Regions from separate parts of the Sus scrofa genome. Here all the other regions are linked to region 2. The links are chromatin contacts, called in public Hi-C and HiChIP or PLAC-seq maps. All regions are on one chromosome and are shown on one strand. The core of a region is the stretch at or near the end of the contact, and the rest is flanking DNA. Distances in the headings are between cores, read along the strand shown. Region 1 has its middle 200 kb from the start of PIK3R1. Region 2 overlaps PIK3R1 (phosphatidylinositol 3-kinase regulatory subunit alpha). Region 3 has its middle 110 kb from the start of PIK3R1.

Evidence for each region. Hi-C and Micro-C count contacts between places; a contact is called where the count stands out from the background. HiChIP or PLAC-seq counts read pairs in DNA pulled down with a chosen protein or histone mark.
Region 1: a contact with region 2 is called in a Hi-C map of liver, with 5 times the contacts expected there. The contact joins two enhancer-like sites. A contact is called at or near these places in 1 of 47 Hi-C or Micro-C datasets (liver) and 2 of 2 datasets of contacts at active chromatin or transcription factors (alveolar macrophages and skeletal muscle).
Region 3: a contact with region 2 is called in an H3K27ac HiChIP or PLAC-seq map of alveolar macrophages. The contact joins two enhancer-like sites.

The regions. Positions count from the first base shown.
Region 1 is chr16:46,231,800-46,234,653 of Sscrofa11.1, reverse strand. No RefSeq gene overlaps it. Among named protein-coding and RNA genes, the nearest start is that of PIK3R1, 200 kb to the left of the region's middle. Within about 2 kb of position 1,388, at least 13 of the 83 cell types and tissues checked have an H3K27ac peak or open chromatin away from gene starts, as enhancers often do. A contact at or near this core is called in liver, where this site is marked.
Region 2 is chr16:46,461,533-46,464,232 of Sscrofa11.1, reverse strand. All of the region lies in intron 2 of PIK3R1 (phosphatidylinositol 3-kinase regulatory subunit alpha), which reads right to left. Among named protein-coding and RNA genes, the nearest start is that of PIK3R1, 28 kb to the right of the region's middle. Within about 2 kb of position 1,317, at least 13 of the 83 cell types and tissues checked have an H3K27ac peak or open chromatin away from gene starts, as enhancers often do. A contact at or near this core is called in alveolar macrophages and liver, where this site is marked.
Region 3 is chr16:46,318,753-46,321,558 of Sscrofa11.1, reverse strand. No RefSeq gene overlaps it. Among named protein-coding and RNA genes, the nearest start is that of PIK3R1, 110 kb to the left of the region's middle. Within about 2 kb of position 1,253, at least 2 of the 83 cell types and tissues checked have an H3K27ac peak or open chromatin away from gene starts, as enhancers often do. A contact at or near this core is called in alveolar macrophages, where this site is marked.

The sequences.
Region 1 (2,854 bases), core at 139-2,638, 230 kb after region 2:
GGAAGGTGGGAGGACGTTTTCAGCCTTTGAGCGGGACAGTGAAAGTAATCCAAGGTTTCTATAGAGTAGGGAAGGGTCCTGAAAGATGCAGGGTGAATACAGATCCAGGAGACGGTTGTTAAAATATATACAGATGGAGAATTGGAAAGGTAGAAGGGTCTTAGAGTCTTCTAATTGAACATCTTTCCAGTGGAGGAATCCTCTGCTCTCTTCAACAGGTGATCCAGACCAGAAAAATGGAAGGGCCAGGTAGGGGTGGTGGAGTGGAAACAGCAAGGATGCAGGAAGTGCCAATCCCACCACAAAGGAGAGGCAAGTGCCTCTGAAAGTTAGCAAGGGCCATCCTGTCCCCTCATCCTGCTGCCCTCCTGGTACCCTTCACTAGCTCTTTGGAATTCATCTCTAGCTTCCCCTACCACCACCTCCGGATGGGGAATGGAATCTATCCACTGAGTATGGATCTCCCTGGATTTTTGAAGTAGGTCTTATAAATCTAATTATGCTGTTCATTGACTGAGTGTGTCCTGGATCTGGAATATAATTTGACAAGTGGTGATCAGGCCATTCTTAGGGGCATATGGGGTCACTTGGGCCCTGGCTTTTCACAACTACTCACTGGGATTATGGGCAGGGGTTAAGACAGTCTGGTAGCTGATATTTCCAGAAATGCATAGGACAAACCACTGGTATCTGAAGCCCCCAGGATATTCTGTAGTTATTGCTAAGGGCTTACAGAGACCATTGCCTTTGCCCACTTCTCTCACCTGACTTTGCTCAATTTTTCTTATTCTTTTTGAATTAGATCCATATGGAAAAAAGGAAATCAGAAAAAAATAACACCTGTTTGGCCTTTATCAAGCCTCTGCCTCTTCCTTGCAAACATTGTCACTGCATCATGTCTAGGCTTCTGCAGATACACAGCTAAAGTTACATTTTCAATAATCCTTATTTAGGCATTTGATATATTGATCAGATCGTATTGTATGCCAGGGCCAGGGGACACCAGGTCAAAAGGTAAGTTACCTTTTCTGAAAGGACTAAAAAACCAATAGGAAGAATGGTATTCATAAAATACTGATATTAGAATATCATGGTGCCTATATATAACAAACTATATTTTTGATGTACCAAGTTCATATTTTTACAGAAAGCTCCCCTAGAGTTGAGGGGAATTTCGTTTCTCCTTTAACCTGTTTCAGTTACTTGCAACTTTCTTTGCAAAAATGCTTGGGCACTCTAAATTTGAGTCCAACAAATATTTTTTATGTCCTTGGTTCCCCCTCCAAGGTGATTTTTTTTTCTCCCACTTGTAGAAGTAGCAGTGATGGGCAGGAGCGGTGGGCCAGTGATGCTTCGATTACATCGCCCATTCCATTGCGGGAGTTATGCAACCAAGGGGAAAAATGCATTTTCCACTCTTGAAGCCCTTTGATCATTTTGCTCTTACATAACTCCCTAACAGCTGGAGCTGTAAACTTTAAAATTGGCAGGAACATAGTTCGTATTGCGAAAGAAAATTCAACCCACATTTGAAGAGAAACAGCTAGCAATTTTAAAAGTGATCCCAGTATTTGTGTTCTTCAACATTTAGTGAGTGCTGGTGATGTGGGGGCCCATTAAGCAAGTTCTTTGCCCAGAAGCAGTCTTGGCTAGGACTGCTATCAGCTGGGCCTGGCCCAGGAGAATGGACCACCTTCTTATCCTCCTTCTCATTGCTGAGTCCTAGTCTGTGGCAGCTCCTCTGCCCACAGAAGACCAGAGGAATGGTCTTGAATGTTGGGGGCTGCCAGGAGTGGATTCATATCTACCTATCCATGCCTCTTCCTGCAGCCTCAGGGCACTCACTGGCTTTGCAACAATATCACTTCTTTCAGCCACCTTTCAAAAGGATGCTTTGCTACCTTGTTCTCAGATATTCTTTCTTTCCTCCTGGTCACCCCACCTTGTTTCTACCTACTTCTTCCTCGTCCCTTCCTTTCCATCTCCTCCTTCCCCTCCCTTTCTTCCTTTTCCCTCTTCCTTAAGTTTTGAATATGAACTTCCTAGTCCCTAAAATGCAAATAAATCTCTACAAAACTACGTGCTTGTTGCTACAACTTTACGTCATGATGAAAAATAGTCAACTCAGTTCAAACCCACTCCTTTGGGATTAATAACATCAAACTGTATGGACACCTACATATACTTAAAACCAAATGCAGAGATTGGTTTCTAAAGAGGTTGTTAAACTTCTAACTTGCCAAAATAACATTAAAGAAAGGCAAAATTGGGTTTTCCATAGTGAAGCAAGCCACTGGAATCACTGACACCAGAAAGGCACTCAAATATCTAGAGTTCTGAGGTAGCCAGAAACCCGGGCATCCAAGTTCTCATTATCCTTTCTTCCCCATTAGTGATCTGTGAACGTGTGAAATTACACCATCAGCAGCAATTGTTGTCTTAAGAGACTCTTCATCTGTATCTACAGGAATGGCAAGTTGTACAGGAGGAGCATGACACTTGTCACCTTGATATACCTAGATATGGTTGCTTCCAGTTCAAAAGCCTGAGGTCCTCCAGGATGGCTGTTCTGAACAGAGAGATAGTCACACTCTCATTTCCATGATTTTCAGGGGTCAATGAGTACTACTTTTGGGAAATGCAACATGGTTCCCTGAAGCAGAAGCCCCCTTTGTCTTGACCTGGAGGCCTCTTCCACCTTGCCACTGGTCATTCTGAATTCTGCTGAAATAGAGGCACAGAAGAGGAAGGGCTAATTCAACAGGACTGAGGTCTTGTTTCTCTTTCTTTTTGCTGCACTATGATTCAACATGCTTCCCCTGTGTTTTTAAGGCGAACATGTCAGGGTTCTTAT
Region 2 (2,700 bases), core at 68-2,567:
TCATTTGATATAAAATATACAGATAGAAAAAAAGTTTTCATAAGGACCACTGAGTGAGCATAATGTTCTAATTAAAAGAAATAAACCCTAAAGTCTGTAATTACGACCTGTTTAGGTGAGAAACTTTCAACACATGCTTCTCGCTATATCCCACTGAATGAAGAACAGAATTTTCATCCCTCAGTGCTGCACCCATGCAAATATGCCCACAATTGACTCTATGCCAATTCTTTTATCTTCTACCTAACTAGAAGAAAAAAAAAAATCAAGTCGAATTATTTCAATTTTAAAAGGTTTTTATGTATAAATAAAAGATCGCCAAGGCTCAGTGGTGAACAGAATTTGGGTCTGCTGTGGATAAGCCCCACTGCTGCTTATACACATCTGTCAAATCCACAGGAATGTAATCTTAGTAAAGATATAATTAATGCAGCCACAGAACACTCCAAATTAATGCTTTAATTTAAAGTACAGCTGTTTAATCTTCTCATTGTAAGAGACCAGAATACCTAATGCTCAATTCAAGAAGAGCAGGAAGTAAACAACAGTAAAGAGAGGAAACTGAAGTTACTCAATTGTCCATGAAGCTTAAGGAACCATTTTATGAAGTTTTAATTAAACAGTTTCTTGTCCTCTGGTTCATGCGGTTCAACGGCACACTCTTCAGAATCTGGATCCCCAAACTAACCTGCTTTTCCCCCTGAGCTGCCAAAGTTAATTGAGCACTTGCTAAAGCCCCAGTCTGGGAGCTAATCTTGATGTAGCTTCTTTTTGGCTGGCAAATCAAACTGTCTGTAAAGCAAAAGCAGGGCTGCCAACGCTGGGATCCCCGTGTTTACTACCACAGCTGGTTTATAGTCCCACTGAAGGAGAGAGCAGAACTTTCCATCTCTCAGTCCTGCACCCATGCGAATACACTCCTTTCAACTGCGCTTCCAGCTGATTCTATCTTCTACCTAACTAGAAGAAAAAGATCAAGTTGAATTATGTTAGTTTTAAAAGGTTTTCATGTAGAAATAAAAGATCACCAAGGCTCAATCGATAAAAGAAGTTTCTCCAGTGAACATTCTGGGGAAGAAAGAAAGATACAACTTTAGTACAAGTTCCTAATGGGGCCCCGGGCCACCTCCTTCCTGCACAGTGAACTGACATCAAGGACCTCTGTTGACAATCAGCTACAAATTATGGGACTGACTGACCAGGCTCCAGAGTAAAATGATTTATTCAGCTAAAACTATGGTAGAACAGAACTTTCTCCTTCCTAACCCCACCCTCTTGTAAGTTTCAGTGAAACTTCCCTTCAAAAATGTTCTAGGTTACGACCTCCATGGATGGTTCCTCCCAGAGCTGAATTTTCTCTGAGGAACATCCTCTCATCCAGTTGAGTTCATAAGAAGGGACATTTTTTTTTTTTTTTAAAAAAACAGGAAACAGAACATCCAAACCTTTTTCGAAGTTTTACGTGTCTACTCAGAGCAGAGGAACAAATCTTTTCTTAATCAAAATTAGCCTTTAACAATTAAGAGGCCTAGCAGGTTTACCAGCCCATCAGAGAAGTTCAAAAATAACAATTTTTCTAATACCAAGAACAGAAATACAAGTTATGTTTTACATAACACAGAGGCAAAGGGCTCAAAAATGGGCTTTCCTCTTTCATCATGGCCTTTTGTAAATATTGCAACAGTGGACCAGTGGGAATTCTGACAGGAAAAAAGTCCCATCAGAGACTGGCTTTTTGTTTAAAAAAAAAAAAAAAAAAAGTCTTGCTTATGCAGAAAATTCTTGCTTTTTTCCATTATGTGGTATCTGGGGGAGGGTGGGAAGAGGAAGGCTTCTTTCTATATCTGTAGAGCACTGTAATTTAAAATGAGTCATGTAAAACATAAATGAAAATGTTAACCTCTGAGACAGGGGTCAGCAAATCTTTTTCCCTCTTGGATCCAGTTTTCTCTGGAAAGCTTACAAAACCCAAACCAGGGGCTTTCCCTATAAATACATTCCTACTTACCCAGAAAATGAAGGTAAAGTCTGAAAGAAGACAAGTTCAAGAAAGAGGCCTTGAGAATGTGAGACAGCCTGGGTATAGCTCAGCTTCGGGCTATCTGGTCAACCCAGCATACGTCTCGTTTCGCAGGAGTGAATTTTCCCCAATCACAGCTACATAGGATACCTTAATTCCTCCAAGAGGGGTGGATTTTTTTGCCCTACGGTTAAGCCATATTGCAGTAGTTGACCCTGGGAAAGTACTTGAGAGCCTGGCTACCCTTGGAAGACCTCTCTTTCTGAGCCCCCAGCTGTGGCTCACTGGAAGTAATGCTCCAAATAAAATCATTAAATCCATCTTGACGACTTAATGAAACCACTAGCGCCTTGGACTTCTCCTCTGGCTTTCTACATCACGCCTGACACAAACCAAAGTTTGACTGCTATGGAAGACTCAACCAGAGGCCACAAGGAAAAGTTCAGATCCCTGATCCATGTTCTAGCTTCAGCTGCTAGTCACAGCTGCTCTCTGAGTGAAAATTAAGCTTTTATTTACCTAATCCATACATTCTTCCAGACCGGAATTGCTATCAAAGATTCCAACTCTAGGTTCAAACACTGACACTGCTCTGACACCACAGTACTTTTCTGTGAATGGAATGAGATCATCTATGATACTTCATGTTATTCTCTCTCTATTGCAAGAAAACTGCTAGA
Region 3 (2,806 bases), core at 4-2,503, 140 kb after region 2:
TAGTCACCTATGATGGAATATGATAGAGGATACTATGAGAAAAAGAATGTATATATGTATGTATGACTGGGTCACTTTGCTGTACAGTAGAAAGTTGACAGAACACTGTAAACCAACTATAATGGAAAAAATAAAAATCATTTAAGGTAAAAAAAAAAAAAGATACATGCATCCGTATGTTCACTGCAGCACTATTCGCCATAGCCAAGACATGGAAACAACCTAAATGTCCATCGACATATGAATGGATTAAGAAGACAGATGAATGGATTATATTATATATAAGTGTGTGTGTGTGTGTGTGTGTGTTTATAATGAATACTACGCAGTCATAAAAAAGAACAAAATAATGTCATCTGCAGCAACATGGATGCAACTAGAGATTCTCATACTAAGTGAAGTAAGTCAGAAAGAGAAGGACAAATACCATATGGGATCACTTATATCTGGAATCTAAAATATGGCACGAATGAATCTATCTATAGAACTGAAACAGACTCACAGATATGGAGAACAGACTCGTGAATGCCAAGGAGGAGTGGTGGGGGAGTGGGTTGGATTGGTGGTTTGGGATTAATAGATGCAGATCATTATATTTAGAATGTATAGCACAGAAAGATTAATATCCTGGGATAGACCATGATGGAAAATAATACAAAAAAAATGTGTGTACATATGTGTGTGTGATTGAGTCACTTTGATATATAGCAGAAATTGGCTTAAGATTGTAAATCAACTATAATAAAAAAATAAAAATTAACCAGTAGGCATGCAGATTACAGGTCGTTATTGGTTACATTATAATGCACCAATCAAGCAACAAAACCCTATTGGATTTTAGATTTAAGAGCCTACAGAGTAGAGTTTGAGGCTATTTTACATTTCCCCCATGTCTAGAGCAGTGTTCAGCAAACTATGGCCCATGGACCAAATCTGACTCACAGCTTATTTTTGTGAATGAAATGGTACTGGAAAGCAGCCAGGATTCTACTTCGTATGGTATCTTCACATAACAACAGCAGAATTGATCATGGCCTGCAAGGCTTAATATATTTCCTTTCTGGCCCATTACAGGAAAAGTTTGCTGATTCCTCTACGTTGCATTATTAATGCCACCCTCTGACTTGCCCCTCTCTGTGACTAGCCCTATTCTCTGCCTCATGACCTGTGCAGATTGAAGTAGGAGCCTCTGAAACCTTGTAGACTGATCAATCCCACACATTGCTTCAATGATGGGATGAGGAAGGGTTATGAGTAGGGCCCTTGGGACTTGATTTGTCATAAGAGTCACTGCTTGAGGCTAAGGCTTGTTGCCCCATGTGTTGCCCCATCACAAAGCGATTTGTGATGGGGCAACACATGCAACCACTATTGTTCTTCAGGATTTGGTTGATCAGATTACCTGCCAGGACTAGATTAGGTGGAATTTGGTGGATGCGATGCTAAGTAAAGACCTAGGCTGGATTTGATGCTTAAAGACAGGGCCTTGGAATCTGGGATGGAAACCCATTAAGAGTGAAGAGATGAGATAGTCACTGCCCGACATAAATTATTTATGATGTCAATGTAATTTACCTTCAACCTATATTTATTGAGCATGTATTATGTGCTAGGCCGTGCTCTAGATGCTAGAGATGCAGCAGTGGATGAAACAGATAGAAATCCTGGTCCTCATGCAGTTTACATTCCACTGAATATGACAGACTAAGCCAAATAAGCAAAATATGTATGTACTGTGTATATAAGTAGTCTGTTGGATGCTTATAATCGCTAGGGAGAAAAAATAAAGCAGGGAAGTGGGATAAGATATACATGTGTTTGGGGACTGTAAGAATCTTGACATTATGTGATGTGCTAGGGCATCACTCCTGAGAGGACAAGTGAAGAGAAGTTAGAGTTTTTCCATCCATTTGTCTCATTAGCCTCAACAGCAAGGCACTCAGAAAATTAAAGAGAGAAGGAGAGAGATGAACATATTGGCATTCTTAGAGTGTTTCCCAAACGACACTGTTCATTTTAAATCTTTGACAAACACGTGGTGCAGAAAGGAAATGAGTAAAAAACAGAATTGTTGCTATAAACAATCATTTTTCTTTTTAAACCTGTGGCATCCTCCGAAGTAAAATGCAAAGTGATAGTTGAAGAGATTTGTGAATGTCAAACGGATGAATTTCAGGCCTATGGCAGCCTCGGCTGGCTACTGAACTCACTATAGGTTAAAACAAAGTGAGGGGCTGCCTTTCTTAAAGGATCTCAGTCATGAGTATAGGGTTCCTCGCAGTGTTGAAGTGCCACACAATAAAAGTCCAGGCTATAAATTTTGCTGTGCTTCCCGGCTAAATGGACGCTTTGAGTGGAGACAGACTGGCGGGAGCTGGCGTAGTTATAACTTTGATTTACCACTGCTCTATCATCTGTCCTAGTGAGCGTCCCGAGCAGTAGTACCAAGGCCCGCTGATGGACTGCTCTTCAGAGATGGAGACAGCACCAGTGATGTCTAACCTTGGTGGCTCTCGAGGCAATAACACTGGACTCAGTGTGGTAAAGTCACACGGGCATTAGGAGATGAAGAAATGGGGTATTTGCTAATAAATCTGCTGAGAGATTAGTCCTCTCTGACCCTCATTTGTTTCCAGGAAGTCCTGCAGGAGTGTCACTGATAGGAAATCCCTTGTGAAAATTTGCTGTTTGTGCTCAATACACCTCGGAATGCAATTTCTTTTTTTTTTTTTTTTTTTTTTTTTTTTTCTGTGACAAAGAAATAAAACCTCTTTTAGAAATGAAGGTGCAGGAGTTGGTGTCAAGA